Linked DNA regions of Rattus norvegicus: region 1 is linked to region 2. Evidence: chromatin contacts called from public Hi-C data. All regions are on one chromosome and are shown on one strand. The core of a region is the stretch at or near the end of the contact, and the rest is flanking DNA. Distances in the headings are between cores, read along the strand shown.

Region 1 (2,700 bases), core at 189-2,688, 180 kb after region 2:
CAGGTCAAGTTGCCACCAGGGATTGTAACATTGTCCTTAAAAATCTCCTATAGAATTCAGTTGAAGTGCAGAAAGTTACATTTGTTCCTGTTAACTGTTGTGATCTGTTAGTCTGTGGCGACTTTTTAAAGATTTTTATGTAGCAACTGAAGATTAAAGTAATGTCAGGAGATTTCCAGAGGGCTGCGGAGATGACTCAGCAGTTTAGAACTCTGGCTGCTCTTGCAGAGGACCTGAGTCCTGTTCCCAACACCCACACGGTGGCTCCCAACTCCTGTGGCTCCAGTTCCACAGATCTGATGCCCTTCTTTGTCATCTGAGGGTAGCACCACTCGTGTGCGCGCGTGCACGCACACGTAAGCGAAAAATAAAAATAATTTAAAAAAGGGACGGAAACAGCAGTTATTAATACTCTATCTGTGGGCTCTGAAAGTTCATCCTGTATGTGCAGAACCGTCTGAGGAAAGCCATTGGAAGAGGACAACTTAGGCAGGTCCCTTTCCCCACAGGTAAATGATCTACTCATTTGAGTTATTATGTATAGAAAATGTAAAAAAATAGGTAAACTTGAGGATTCCAATTGCTTAAACATAGCGAACCGTTGTCCATTGTGAAGCAAAGGAAGGACTCCTCCGCTGCCTATCACCCCAGACACGGGAAATGCACTGACCTTGAAGTAAATCACATGAGTGCCGTCAGTGAGGAGAGATAGTCATCGGGCAGGCTGAAGTTTTTTACTCCTTTCAAAACTGCAGCGGGGCCAGAAGTAGCAACAGAAAAAAGGAGATCTCATGACAAAAAAGAAGAGGTGAGGTGGGGGCCGGGGGTGGTCCTTGATGTAGGCATTGAGGTCAAGGCCTGGAGCTTTCGAAGAAGGGGAGTGGTCAAGAAAGGGGAGTGGTCAAGAAAGGGGAGTGGTCAAGAAAGGGGAGTGGTCAAGAAAGGGGAGTGGTCAAGAAAGGGGAGTGGTCAAGAAAGGGGAGTGGTCAGAAGGGAGAAAGTGCTGGGAGGTTCTGCCAAGAGTAGGAGGGGAGAAGTCCCCTAATGCAAACACTGGAATTGTCAGACCTCAACTCCGTGCCTTCTTAATATTGGTCATTCCACAACCCCTCTTTAGAGCCGGACCATCCTAACACTCAGGGCTTAAAGCAAAGACATGTCTCACCGCAGTTTAGGTATTAGACCACTTAACACGTGGGCACAGAACGAACGCAAAGGCATACAAAGTGTGTCTTTGAAACAGCAGGTATAGTCTGGCCTTGGATACCTTTAGTCTGAAGCCAACGGACAAGCCACGGTCCGTCCATTTGATCTATAATTACTTCAGGCTTACCGGTAGGTTGGTTGAGAAGAGAGGAACTATTCAGGGAAAGTAAATTTAGGGCTTAAACCTAACACATAAAAAAAGCAGTAATATTTTAACTCACATATTTACTAATTAAACACTGGGCACCTGCTGTATGCCAAGTGTTGTGGCATCAGGGCAGAGTACAGGCAAGGTCATTGTTAGCCTGTGCCCTTTCTAATTGTTCTATTAAGATTATATTAATATACATCCTACCCCACCACCTCGTCCTCTCTCCTCCCAGGCTGGCCTTGACTTGCCTATATAAACGAGTGTGTCCTTGAACTTCTGACCCTCCTGTGTTCCAGTTTGTGAACACTAGGGGTAAAATCGAGATCCTTCTACTTGCCAGGCCAGCACTGTGCCAACCGGACTCCATCTCCACCTCGAGATTTTTACTCAATCTAGTTCTGGTAGAAGATCAAAAATAGATCTTCAACCTAATTTTAGAGAGACTTAATATCCTCCAGAGATCCTAAAGAGCTTAAAAATACTTAAAAATGAAGTCAGGTGACCCTACCCTGACAAAATCCGATGCTAACTCCTTCCTGTACTTATGAAAGGCAGGCAACTTTCCCAGCCTATCCCACCTGTGGTGAGTACCTCTCTGTCCCAGGACTGGGCGTCTCTGTGAGGACTTCGTATCTAGACCTCTGATGCCGTCTGCCTTGCCTTCCTCGGTCGTCACTTCTAGATGGCAGCCACCTTCTGTTTTGTCCTCAATGGCTTTTGTTAATGCCTTCTCCAGGACCCACAAGTTTTTTGTTTTTTTTTTTTTTTGTTTTTTTTTTTTTTAGTAATGTCTCAATTTAGGAGATCAACCATACCTTTTTTTTTTTTTTGGTTCTTTTTTTCGGAGCTGGGGACTGAACCCAGGGCCTTGCGCTTCCTAGGCAAGCGCTCTCTCTACCACTGAGCTAAATCCCCAGCCCCTCAACCATACCTTTTAACCCACATCCAAAGCTTTGCCCTAGTGCCAGGAAGGAGAGCCCATAGTAAAGGCACCTGCTCCTAGCCTGATGTCCAGAGCTCACACAGTGGAAAGTTCCAACTCCTACAAAGTGTCCTGTGTCCTCCACAGGAGCATTGTGCCAACACCCACTCACCGACGTAAAATAAAGGAAAAAAAAACCTTTGTTTTGTTTTGTTTTGTTTTTTAAGACATCATGAAATTCAATATTGAGACCTGGCTGGTCCCAGGCCAAGCAGGACGGTTGGTTACCCGACTGGCATGCAAATGAATTGAATACAGGATTAATGTTACAATATACTGTCTCTCACAGCAATTGTATCTTGACTGTGTTTTAACCAGCCTCACGCAGAGTCGACACTGTGCCCTTGTACAGTAAGTTTGA
Region 2 (2,726 bases), core at 37-2,536:
GAAGATTCCTTTCCTGGAGCTGAAAGCTCACTCTGATTTATCCCCCAATTCACTGCAAGCTTTTGTTCAGCTGCTTGCCTGTGTGCGCTGGGACATCTTTAGTTACAGGATGCAGGTGCAATCTTGCTAGCAGCTAAATCAAGTCCCTTGATAACCACCAAAGGCAATGGCTTCCACTGGGGGTCACCATGGCCGTGGGGCGTTTGTGTGGTCAGACTACTAAACACTGCCTCTGATATTTTTCACCAATGCTTAGGTGTGAAGACACTGCCATCCAGATCACTTTCTTCCTCTCGTGAGAACTTGGAGTCACACATAGCTGATTACCGACGGAACAAGCGGGTCACGAGACATAAGCCAGCCCTCAGTTCCTGTCTTCGTCTTTCCTTTCTCACCTAATAAATGAGCGGGCCAGAGGTCACACTATCTCAAGTTCAGCCGTAGATTTTTTTTTCTTTCTACCAACTTCCTGCTTAAATTCCATCCATTCCACAAGGACTCTCGGGCCAGACTACCTTGCCTCGATCAAAATTAATTTGTCTCTCGGTGGCAGTGCCGCACCATCTGTCCTGTTGCAACCCTTCCCACTGCCCACGTTCTATTGCAGACCTTGGATCTGTGTCTGTCTCCCTGACTAGACTGTTAACTACCAGGTAGCAAGGCAGCTCATGTCTTATTTATCTCCCCAGTCTCATGGTGTTCTCTGCACTGCAGGCAGGCTCCCAGGACGTGGCTGAGTCGAAAATCCCCTCTCACTTGCAGGCCTAACGAACCTCGCTGTAAGCAAGGCCTCAGGAATACAACAGGTAGCTTAGCACTGGAGGAGGAAGCTTCTGCTCCCCGGCCAAAGTTAATTAAAGAGACAGTGGGCTCCAAGAATTCCGGCTTCTCAAGGTGCTTTTCAGGATCAGTAGCAAAGGTTATTCAATTTTTATCAGACTGGACTAATATTCCACAGACCACAAGTAATCGGATTCCTTTGGAACTGAACCAGTCTGTGCTTTTCTTTCTTTTTCTGTGTCAGGGCATCAGATTCAAGTGGCAGGACTCAGTGAGTCCATGAAGGGTTTATTGAGTTTGTAGAGTGTCTGAGCTGTTGCCAGATGGTTGGAATGGAAGGGGTACAAGCTCTGCTCTGGAGAAGTTCACGGTCTTATGGAAGCTCTGCTCTCCAGAAGTTCATGGTCTTATGGAAGGTTACAAGAAGCCATGGAACTGACTAACGTGAATCTGGGTTTAGTAATAACAAGGCCAACTGGGAAAAAGGCCAACTTGAGGTTCAGAGTAGAGAGAGCACACGCATGATAGGACGGGGTCAAAGGCTGACCAGTGTAGAATTTGAGGACAGCACTGAGGATAAGCAGTGTGGCAGAAGATAGGGGAGCAAAGTGAAGACATAGGGGTCTAGGAGCCTGGACGTTGGAAATAATCATCAGCGTATTGGAATAGAAGCTGTCTCTGTGTGGTAAGAAGAAATAGGATGACAGACCCGTCAGCCTCACACTGTGGAGCATACTGGACTCTGATGTGTGGCTTGCCCTAAATGTTGGAGAAAATCGAGTGTGAGAAAAGAATTTGGTCAGGGAAATACTGCAGACCCCCGACAGAGTGATAAAATTGGATTGTTGTACATTTTTTTTCTGGAACACAGCCTTCCCCACTCATATATCCATGGACTGGTTGCTCTGGGGCTATGGGGAGGTAGCTGTGACAGGAGACCTGGCCATGTGGCCCCAAAGCCTGAACTATTTACTCCCTGGTGATTTATAGACATCACTGTCACCTGATGTAAGCACCATCTATTCATCCGGCTTTCATTTATTAATTGCTTCTATCTACAAACAATTCCTAGTGACGGGGATGAGTTTCTTCTAGGTTTTCCGTCTGTTTAGTTTATAGTTCGATCTGTATTCAGAATGTTCAGAGAACTTAAAATGCTGTATAATTAATTATTAAACATGCAGTTTCTCCAACTGCTGTGAGAAAGAGTCCTTCTTTTGTTGTTTCAACATGTTTGACCGTTCATGTGAGAGATGAAGTCTAATAGTATTTATATCAATAACACACACGCATAGCAATAATATAAATTCATAAATTATACAAGGACGAAATCACTACAGCGTGCATTAAAAACAGAGACCAATTACACTACGTGAGGTAGCTTTAGCTTGGCCTCTAACTTAAGGGAAAATGGTAGCACCCCAAGAAGAGTTGGGCCCATTCTTCCACAGCCTCCCACCATCTACACTACTTCTGTGATCAGTCATGGGACACTAGAGTAGCTCATGCTCACTGAACAGCTTTGATGGAGCCTCCAGAACAAATACCACAGTCCTGGTAGCATAAACAGCAGACAGAGATGGCCTCTCAGTTCTAGAGGATTCTGGCAATCTGAAATAAATGTGTGGGCAAGGTTGCTGACTTCCACGGCCTCTCTCTTTGGCTAACAGTCATTTGTCTTCTCTGTAGTCTTTCCTCAGTATATGTCAGTGTCCTTCCCTTTATAAGTTAGTTAGATAGGGGCTCAACACAAGAACCACTTCTACCTTAAATATTTCTTATTTTTGTTTGTTTATGCTGTTTTCAGACACACCAGAAGAGGGCATCAGATCCCATTACAGATGGTTGTGAGGCACCATGTGGTTGCTGGGATTTGAACTCAGGACCTCTGGAAGAGCAGTCAGTGCTCTTAACCACTGAGCCATCTCTCCAACCCACTGAGCCAT

What was found. A called contact is a pair of places that touch in the nucleus more often than the background predicts.
Region 1: a contact with region 2 is called in a Hi-C map of kidney, with 2.4 times the contacts expected there. The contact joins two enhancer-like sites. A contact is called at or near these places in 2 of 12 Hi-C or Micro-C datasets (kidney and liver).

What each region holds. Positions count from the first base shown.
Region 1 is chr14:10,636,358-10,639,057 of GRCr8, forward strand. All of the region lies in intron 3 of Rasgef1b (RasGEF domain family, member 1B), which reads left to right. Among named protein-coding and RNA genes, the nearest start is that of Prkg2, 230 kb to the right of the region's middle. Within about 2 kb of position 1,439, at least 5 of the 93 cell types and tissues checked have an H3K27ac peak or open chromatin away from gene starts, as enhancers often do. A contact at or near this core is called in kidney and liver, where this site is marked.
Region 2 is chr14:10,451,530-10,454,255 of GRCr8, forward strand. All of the region lies in intron 2 of Rasgef1b (RasGEF domain family, member 1B), which reads left to right. Among named protein-coding and RNA genes, the nearest start is that of Rasgef1b, 290 kb to the left of the region's middle. Within about 2 kb of position 1,287, at least 4 of the 93 cell types and tissues checked have an H3K27ac peak or open chromatin away from gene starts, as enhancers often do. A contact at or near this core is called in kidney and liver, where this site is marked.